Linked DNA regions of Anas platyrhynchos: region 2 is linked to region 1. A link is a contact called in public Hi-C data. All regions are on one chromosome and are shown on one strand. Each heading gives the region's core, a stretch centred on a gene start, on an enhancer-like site or on the middle of the called end of the contact. The rest is flanking DNA. Distances are from core to core; before and after follow the strand shown.

Region 1 (5,113 bases), core at 566-3,065:
GAAAATCAGCCTTGCCTACATAGATCTGAAGTAGTCTTTATTTACAGGTCTCACCATGAAGGAGGAAGAAGAGAGGAAGAATGACAGCATTGTGTTTCAAAGCCAACAAACCATATAACATGTCCTTTGGGAACTACATGCGGTATAACTGCTGGTTATTTTATATAGCTTTCATACAGAGTATCACAAGTCACCGTATGATCACATAAACAGTAAGGATTATGAAAGCTTAGTAGGAAAGTATTATTTGGCATGTGGTTTCAGATTTACTCTTATTCAAAGAGGCTGAATGTTTTCATGCTACTCCATGGAGGCAGCAAAAAGCCCAATAACAGAACCCTTCTTTTTGCAGGCAACCCATGCTCATACAAGGGATCCCACTGTCATGAGCAGATGACTTCTGGTCAACTTAAGTGGGCAAAAGACACAGGACTAAGAGACAGTAGCTTCTGTCCTGAATGAGTTACTCTGGGAAGTACCTTAGGGTGTCACCAAAAACTGATTCTGAGATAAGGTAACAATGGAAATTTGAGGCAGCCTATAGGGAAAAAAAAGGGGGGGGGGAGGGGGTTACACCTGAATCAGTGACTTGTTCTCTGTTTTCTTCATATGGGTGAGAACAGTTTTGACAAAAGCAGCACCCATTCCCTTTCCTCAGGTGGCAGCCACAAGCTCTTTCTTATACTGCCAGTATGAAGAAACAAGGGTTATTGATAACGTAACGTGAATTTTTGCTAAGACTGAATTCAGGAATTCCTCCTGTCTGTATATGCAATTAAGAGTGGAGTCAAACACAAGGATAGGGTCCTTCCGTACTAATGCCAAGGCACTGTGCTAACCTCAGTGTAATGGAGATTAATTTTAAAGGGTCTCGGAAAGAACTGCACTGAGAAGGATGGGACACGGTTCTGCTATCAGAAACAGGCTTACAGAAATAATCAAAGTGGAGGACTTGAGCAGTGGGAGACAGAATCAGTGCAGACATGAAATGCAAAAACCCTAAGAGACAGAAAACAGAGAAGAACAAGAGTTACAAACACCAAGGTAAGGAAAGTCCCTTGTTACTTCACCAAGTGCAAGTGAGAAACTGTGCCAACCTGAGAGACATTGATCGTAGTTAGGTTCCTATTTGTGAAACACAACTTTGGTAAAAGGATTGGAAAATTTTGTCTAGGGAATAGCTGTCTGGTCTGTTCAGCTTCTTGGTAGAAAGATACTGAGTTACTTGAAATTTGTGTCTCCAAGCTGCTTGCATGCTCTGGGAAGACTTAAGAACTTGGACATTCCTTCCACTGAGCAGACTGATAGGGTTCAAAGCATATTTAACCATGAGCTGTGCTACAACTGGGTGGAAAATATTAATCAACTCCAGCCATCTAGGGAGACTGTGGTTATCATGAAGAATATGTGGGACACTCATGCAAGAATTTTTTTTTTTCCCTGCAAACTGGACAAGCTCTCCTAGAGTTTATCTGCCCCAACTGCATGCTTTTGAAAAGGAAAAAAAAAAAAAAAAAAAAAAAAAAAGGAAAAAAAGCTAGACTAAATGAGTACTTTCAACTAGAGCTAAAGGTAAACACTCCATTGGAACTTTGCCCTAATCAATAGTAGCAATGTTCATGTCACATGAGAGTCAGAGGATAGAATATGGTGCTTACTGCAGTCAGCAAATAAGCTAATTATACTTAGCCTGCTTGAAGAAGGGGACAAGTGAGGTCTGGTCCACCCACATATTAATGCAATCATCATTATCCTTATCCCTTGTTTGCTCTGCGCTTATATTGGAAAAAAAAAAAAAAAAAAACTTGTCCCAAACGGAGGGTGCTACTGACCCCTTGTGGGAGAAATACTCCGATGTTTTAGGGTGCACGAGTGTCACTGCCTAAACCAGCTCAGATTTAAGTTCATATACTGAACTCCCACAGGTTTATTGCTAAAGAAAATTTAGTAAAACGGTGTCATAGTTTTGAGAGAGGTCAGTATAATCTCACAAGGGTATTTTCCTGACCTCATGCTGTTTTGCAGGAGCTAAATTTTGTATTAACTTCTCCAGGGCAGTCAAGCAAGCTTAAGCAAACGATAGCTGTAAGAAGTACATTTCACACTGAATTTCCTACAACTTTGTTTTGCATTGTCACAGAACAAAAGTTTTACGTTATCAGCTGACACATTTCTTGGTTCCTAATATGATTAAACCTATTTCAGCACATCATAGCATTGCCCTCTAGAGACTGCTTTTTAGAAGAATTTCTGAGTATCTCCTGGTAAGCCTGGCCATACTCCTCCTTCACTGCAAAGGGAACAAAGTGCTTAAATCCCTCAAGTAACTTCCAGACAAAAGCTTTTCATAAGCACCAGTAACAGCATTGATAGGCTTCATTCTTTAAAAAAAAAAAAAAAAAAAAAAAAAGCTTTCCAGTGCATGCTGCTGTATTGACTTGAAATAGGCTGTATGAAGCATGAAAATTAGATCTTCAACAGCATCATTCCTGACTGAAATTATCTTTCCATATTGTGAAGAACCAAGTCTGTTAAGGAAACCTCTCTCTTTTTTTTTTTTAATCAAATACTGCTGCTAACATTTCTCCCCTGAATAAGATGAAGTACACTCATGAAGAACCACCCTCGGCATTTACTAAACATCAAATCTGAAGGAAATCTCCACAGTCACATTTTTCCTGCCTTAAACATGCTGCATATTGGAAACAGCTTGAATTAATTAGGAGTGCAAGGTGCATTAAGATACAGAGTGGCATGTTTGTAAACTGCCCTTTCTTTTGGGTCTACCACCCTTCTCAGTGTGGAAAAAGCCTTCTCAAAATCTACAAACATCAATGTCTAACACCAGCCACACCCACCTTGACCAACATTAGGGGCTGAAACCGTAGAGACCACAGAGACCACATCCTAAAGCCTTTAGTAAAGCCATTGCCATCACTTGCAGTGCAGCAGGTATTCTGCTGCCAAGCCTCTCCCTGTCATATCTGAAAAGTCCTGGCAGTCAGGCCATGTGGTGACTGGAAAAGAGAAATATCACTCCCATTTTTGAAAGGATAACATGGAGGATTTAGGGAACTACCTACCGGTGAGCCTCACCTCTGTACCTGGAAAGCTCATGGAGCAGATCCTCCTGGAAGCAATGTCAAGGCACATGCAGGACAAAGGTGATCCGAGACAGCCCGCACGGCTTCACCAAGGGCAAATTGTGCCCGACCAGTCTGGTGGCCCTCTAATGATGATGGAGTGACTGCATCAGCTGACAAGGGAAGACCGACCAATGTCATCTGCCTGCACTTCTGTAAGGCCTTTGACACAGTCCCACATGACATCCTGGTCTCCAAATTGGAGAGAGATGGATTTGACGGGTGGCCCATTCAGTGGATAAGGAATTGGCCTGAAGGCTGCACCCAGAGAGTTGCGGTCAATGGCTCCATGTCCAGGCGGAGGCCAGGGACGAGCGGTGTCCCTCAGGGGTCTGTCCTGGGACCAGTGCTGTTTTGCTGAGTCCGATTGATTTTGTTACCTTTAGTTAAATAGATATATTTCTGAATGTATCCATTAAATTGAATCCTAAAAGCATAAACTTTGGTGCAGTAAATGCTGTCTCAGAGAATGTGAGCTACTATATCTGGCAGGAGATTTTTAAGTGATCCCATTCATATAGCCAGATCCGTAAAGGTTGTTCACGAACAGGATGGAATCGAACACAAATTTAACAGCAACTCTAATTAGTATAATGAATTGTGTACAGATACAAAAATTTGCACATAAAAAAAGGTTAAGGTCAAACTTTTTGTTGTTACAACATAATCTGCATTTGTACTTCTGCTGTGTTGTTTAAAAAATATTTGAGTATCTGGAAAATTCAAAGGCACTCAGCATTTCTGATGTTGCTGTAAACTCACTCTTCAGTGGTATATTCTAAAGCACCAGAATGTTTTGAGCTTTGGATTACAATCTCCCTCACTAGATAAGGTCTGGGGTCTTTAAAAATTACCTGCCAAGAACTCACAGAGTTACCAGACATTTGTTCAGGTATACAATTTTCTATTTCTGTGGCAACATCTAACTTCATTACAAGTAGAATCAAATTAAATGAGCTAAAAAAAACCCTTCCCAATGACGTGTGCACAGAAATCAGTAATAATTCTGTCTCATTACATCTTCAAATCAAAGCTATTGAAAGCCAGTGTGTATCTTATATAACAAGTTTTATTAACCATACAGTACATTAGCATTTCTCTTGAAAAGCTTAGACCTTGCTAAGCAGTTTTAATGAAAGCAATTATATAATGCTATCTGCATACAGAAACCCACTACATTCACACAGACAACCTTAAATTTCTCCAATAAACAGTCATGTCAAAAGCTACAATTTACTGAAAATACAAAGTTGGTTTTAACAGAAGCAAAAATGTTCCTGTGGTTCAGTGAAACCTGTTTTGTAATACGAATAATTTGCATTCCTGAAGACATGAGGCTTGGGACAAAAAGTATTTCCTAGAAGCTTAAAATGAGACATTTTTGATAACATGAAATGGCATGCAAACATAAGAGATTTGTTGCTGATTCTCTTTCTTAAAAGAAAAAAAAAAAAAACAAAACAAAAAAAAACTTACTGGGCCAGAATAAAGCAGGCATTTTTACACGTTGGTTTATACAATAACCTCTCCCTTGACACCAAAGACATCCCCTACAGAACATTTTGTCAGCTCTCTTTCCCACAAATGCTGCTTCTGTACATTCGTACACTATGCCCTTCAGAGCCCCAGGACTGGTGCAACAATGACACAACTCACAGGAAGCTTAGCAAAACCTAATATTGCCGATTTCCTTTACAGAAAATATGTACTAGCATATAAATCCATGGCAGGGGCATTTCAGTTCTATGAACAGAAACTCCTCCAAAGATACTTGCACTCTGTAAGGACTCGACAGCTGCTGCCCATCACTTAGTTCTACCAAGGCACTGTACAGTCACCGCATCCACAGTATTCCCCACGCTGTGCTGAAGAATATTGTGAATTTCTTTAAGTTGTTAAAAAGCCCTGAGTCAGAACTTTTTTTTTATTTGTTTGTTTTTAACCACAGGCTCAGCTATAAAACCTCTAAA
Region 2 (5,000 bases), core at 1,085-3,584, 240 kb before region 1:
TGCACTGCTGGGACAGAGAGCAAATTCATGGCGAGATGTGATGATACATCACCACAGATGAACACAGAAAGTACAGCCTGCCTGCCCAGTGCATGGTGTGGACGCAGCCATGTGCATAAATGATTCAGCCCCTTCTTTTCCCAATAATAAAAATTTTCTGAATAATGAAAATGTTCCCCAGTAGTTGAAAATTCTACCTTAATGCCAAGACTTCTTGTAATTTAGCTATGGGCACTCTGATGACAATCTGGGCAGAGGAACCCTGTTTTATGTGTTGTGGTGAGGGTTCAGCTGCTGCCTGCCTCTGTAGGCTGGCAAGCAGTAAGTCTGAAAGGAAAAAAATGAGTTAAACTTGCCAACCAGCACCTGATTTCAGCTGGTATGCTAAGCTAAATCAAGGCTATTACAAACAGAGGGACAGAGTATGCATAGTTTCATGTCCCCCTCCCTTCTCTTCCAGATAACGTCCTCACCAGCACATAGAAATTCAGAAATCATAAGCCAAAATCAGAGGAGTGACATAAAAATTTGCTGAAATCAAACAAAAGATCTAGGTTTTCCTTGCCATCTAGCATGCAAACAGATTTCAGTTATTGTTTTGTTACTGTTCTCTACAGTCTCAGGGGATAGAATTATTGGTTTTTATTTCGTTATAGAGCTGAAATTCTCACATGGTCAAATCAAGACATTGCAAGAACCAGAGCTTTAAGGAAAGCACCAAATGTTAGTGAAGCTTGTGATAAAATCGCAAGAACTGGAAACCTTACAGAATCTCAGCCCAGAAGAGAGTTTGACTTAAAAACTGAATAAACGACAAAGGCCTATACCACCTAATGTGTATGAAAAGGTGCAATAATATTGTGAGCCATTTCTGTTCTTTTGTTAGCAATAGAGCCACATAGCAATTTCCGGGACTGTAAAAACATCCTAATAAATTTTCAGTGTTTCCTTGTGTTGGATGAATCACAGAAATGCCGCTAGCCTTGAATAGGTTTAGCATTCAGATCAACTGTTCGAGAGAAATTCAGCCGAATTGGTGCGTAACTAAAAACGGGCTGTAAATCACGGTCACAGACCATACAGGATGGAGGGCTGTTTAACAATTTCACCCACAGTAACTTCCCTTCAGGATGGAAGCATGGCCTTCATCCACAATGGGAAATGAATGTCTCAACCAAAGGGAAGACTGCACCCTCTCGCTGAGCTGGCTGGACGTGGTCAGTGTGTGAGTAAGAGGAGTGTAGGAAACAAGAAGTAACGTTAGGGACCCAGCAGGTCTTTCTGGTGCCACTCATTGACTTTAGCAGCAAAATTGCAGTACGCCATTGCCCCACGCAGGAAGCACAAGGTCTGGCTGTCCTACAACCAGCAGTAATGGGGAGCTTCTACCTCTCATTAAGACTGCCAGTTCACCTGAACTGCCCATCATCAAGTTCCTGTCTGGCAGCAGCTGACCGTGCTCAGGTTGGCACTGAAAATGTGTCCTTGCAACATCTTCAACAGCTGTGGAATGTGCTGGGGCTCTAGCAACAGAAACAAACCCCAGCAGTAATTCAGCTCACTGTTATCAGCAAGGACATACTGGTATAACTGGGATGCCCAGGAGGTCTAATTTGGCTTTGCAGTATTTGAGGCCAGTCTTGGAGGCTCCTTGGGAGAGTTGTCCTTTTTATATAGATGGTAAGAAGAAGATAAATGCTTTTTGGCAAGAACATCACGTCTTCTTGGTACTTCCTTTTAAACACTCTAATGACGCAGGGTGGACTTTGGGAGAAGTTGTAGGTTGAGCCTTTTGCTGTTTCAGCTAAAAAGGGACAATGGTGGGACACAAAGTTCCTGCGGGTGATGGGAATGGGTGGAGGAAGTCCTTCGCTGGGTAAGAGGCAGTCCTTTCCTCCGAGGCCAAAGCGGGAGCGTGTGTCGTGAGGCAGGAAGCAACGCCAGTGGTCATTTGCTTTTCTGAGAGGCCTGCCAGGCCCAGGTCAAGGCAGGCAGAACTGAAGGAGGAAAAACTGCTACAGAGGGATCCAAGAGGAAGGCCAGGAAGGAGGGGACCACAGGTAGGGATGCCAGCTGGAGCAGGCAAGCAGCAGAGGCTTGCCCTGAGGCCTTCTGGTGAGAGAGGGTGGAGGACAAGATGGAGGGGGCAGGCTGCAAGAGACACCGAAATGAAAACAGTGAAAATTGCACTAAGCCGGAAGGACTTTCAAATAACCAGGAAAAAAAAAAAGAAAAAAAAAAAAAAGAAAAAAAAAAAGTATTCCAGGTATTTCATGGGCTGAATGCATGTGTGTCTGTGAATCCTGGCCTCTTTACTCAGCCACCTCCTGCATGCTCCCCACTAGGTGCCAGTATAGGAGCACATCACTCCACAAGCGCACCAACACTGCAAACGGGCTGTGTAGTGAAGACTTTGCAAATATATTTATCTCTATACATACACACACTGCGTTCTGGGTTTACATTACTCTCTGAATATACAATATGCACAGAATTGCCAGTAGCATCTATAGCTATGTCCAGGGGCAGTATTGCAGTTAAATGGTTATACATGGGACACTGGGCTGCCTTGGCCTTCGTGGAGTGCCCACTGCACCTGGGCACTGCGAGCCCCATCAGCCAGAAAACAACTGCACTGCATTGCTACTTATTGCCAGAAAATATGTCTTTGTCATAGTGTGACTTTTACCCAGAAAGCAACAGCCAGATTTGGGTTGTTGATCTTTGGTTTGATTTGGGGATTTTTTTTTTTTTAAATCCATATGGCAACAGGCATAGGTAAATAATTTTGCAAATTGCTTCCATGCTTTAAAGTGTGTGCATTTGCAGTGCAAAGTGGTATATCACTCTGCATGGAGGTGCCTGATAGGTACCTGACAGAGCCTCCAAATTGAGCCACGGGGGAAAAAGAAATCCATGCTTCAGATACTTTTCAAGTCCCTCCAGGAGAAAACTGTCATTACATACCCTGCACAATCCCATATCCGCAGCAGACTCAGGCAGAAAATTAAGGGAACAAACACTGACTAAAGTCATAAAGAGGACAATACTGTGTCACAGACCACCATGGGAACAAGCAGTTCCACGAAGCTCTGGTGCTTGTCAAGTCTTAAATCTTTCCAAAAAGAGGTTAAGTCTCTTGCCTTGGTTTCTCTGCTACCTGTGCCAAAATAAATAGAATGTGCTCAACTCAAGAAAACAAATACTTGAAAATAACGAAAAATCAATAGTACCCTTGTTATTCAGTAGCAGGTATACAGATCTAATCTGACAGACTGTATTGAAAGTGTAAACTGAATGCTCGCAAACATGTATTAGTAATGTCAAGATGAAATGTTAGCTTGAATCTTATCAATTCAGTTTATAGAATAGGGAGGCATTACCAAAGTATAATTTACCTGTTTTAGAAAGAGTTGTTCTCAGTACAGTGAGCGTGTGTTTAGAAACGTTTGGATTTCAGGTACCCTTCTTCATTACCAAGGAGCTTTTAGTATTGCCTCAACCTGTCAGCCTCCCGAGTTGGGAAGAAATATGAATGGCAAACCAATGTGCATGGAGACACTTAAAGGAGTCTTTCATTCTTGGCCTGGTGTCATTATTCCCATGGGCAGAAGACAAAGAAATATACAGCTAAGGAACAATTTCACATAAAAAATACATCCCTTTGTCCAAAAGCCCTGAGATGTGTCATGTTGTTATGGAGCACATACAGGAACTGGCTGTGCCCTTTTGTACACAGCTGGCCTTTAGGCTCCGTGCAGTCTGCAGCCACGGACCCCACTCGTCTGAGGGAACTATGAATTTAACGAGATGCTCAGCTTTCATTTTCCAAATGTGGGTATATTCAGCCCTTTTCCTCAGCAAATGGAAATAGCTAAAGGAAGGTTATATTTTTTCTTTCTTTTTTTCTTTTTCCTTTTTTTTTTTTTTTTTTTTTTTTTTCCCTAGAGTTTTAAAAACAAGAGTAAGATGTAGTCTTCCATGGTTGCAACATGGATGAGGAAGAATGTAGTGTCAGAGGGATGGAGAAAAGTCTTTCCATGGTAAATGCGGTATGCCCTCAGCCCAGGAGGCCTCCAGCAGTGGTCAGTATAATCTGCTTTGTGGGGAAAGTACAGGATGAACACATTTTTACTGCTCCTCTGTTTAAACTGGGGAAATAGCATGCAGGATTGCAAATATTAGAGGAGGAATCTGTCCTATTATTTTTGGAGCAGCATCCTCTCTGAAATGTGTAAGTCATCAGAACAGAATGAATCCAGTGACTCAAGTGCAACTTAGACGAGTATTTTCAGCAAGGGAAAGAAAATGACTCACCAGGAGATTTGGGTTAGGGGGAGTCACGACAAGGGACTGGGCCTTATTTCTGAGTGGAGAACTGAATGTAGGCTGTGTCCTGCATTCTCTTCTTGTTATGGCTGAGACTGGGTCCTCACCTGGAAATAGGTTGCTTAGTATCATATGCCAATGGCGAGAAAGTCAGAGGGAGTTGAATGTGTCATCTACATTTCAGAGGTGGTCCTCTGCTGGTGTTGGCAGCAAGGCAGAGCTCCCAGAGGTCTCCCTAGTGTCTGGGAAATACAGAAATAACTGTGCCATCCCTTGGCATCACACAGGACAGGTCTTCTGTGTCTCCTGGTGAAAGGTGGCCTGGGCCCGTTGGTGCTCTGTTCAACCCAGAGCCAGCACTGCCAACACTTCAACGAGACCCTTTGCTTGCACTGTTTGCTGAGCATCAAAACCAGGTCTTAAACAGGGAAGATGCAGATGACAGGTATGCACATTGCTTCACTGCGGGCACTTCATTTGAGTGGCTAAATCAAGATTGTTGTCCTTGATTAGGGAGGGCTTTTCTCCCAAGGCTCCCCATCTCATCATGTTGTGGGGTTAAATTATATGCTCTGAAGGACAACACACCCTGTCTTGAGTACTCAGGGATCATAAGGAGTGTCACCATCACAGTTACCTCTTCTTCCTCATCTCCACAAAAACAGGAGCTC

The links. Hi-C and Micro-C count contacts between places; a contact is called where the count stands out from the background.
Region 2: a contact with region 1 is called in a Hi-C map of subcutaneous adipose tissue, with 4 times the contacts expected there. The contact joins two enhancer-like sites. A contact is called at or near these places in 4 of 8 Hi-C or Micro-C datasets (liver, skeletal muscle, small yellow follicle and 1 more).

Annotation. Positions count from the first base shown.
Region 1 is chr2:54,526,738-54,531,850 of IASCAAS_PekinDuck_T2T, reverse strand. MIB1 (MIB E3 ubiquitin protein ligase 1) reads right to left here. Exons shown (of 21, transcript XM_072034783.1): 21 at 4,195-5,113. Among named protein-coding and RNA genes, the nearest start is that of MIB1, 77 kb to the right of the region's middle. Within about 2 kb of position 1,815, at least 1 of the 8 cell types and tissues checked has an H3K27ac peak or open chromatin away from gene starts, as enhancers often do.
Region 2 is chr2:54,766,120-54,771,119 of IASCAAS_PekinDuck_T2T, reverse strand. No RefSeq gene overlaps it. Among named protein-coding and RNA genes, the nearest start is that of RBBP8, 41 kb to the left of the region's middle. Within about 2 kb of position 2,334, at least 3 of the 8 cell types and tissues checked have an H3K27ac peak or open chromatin away from gene starts, as enhancers often do.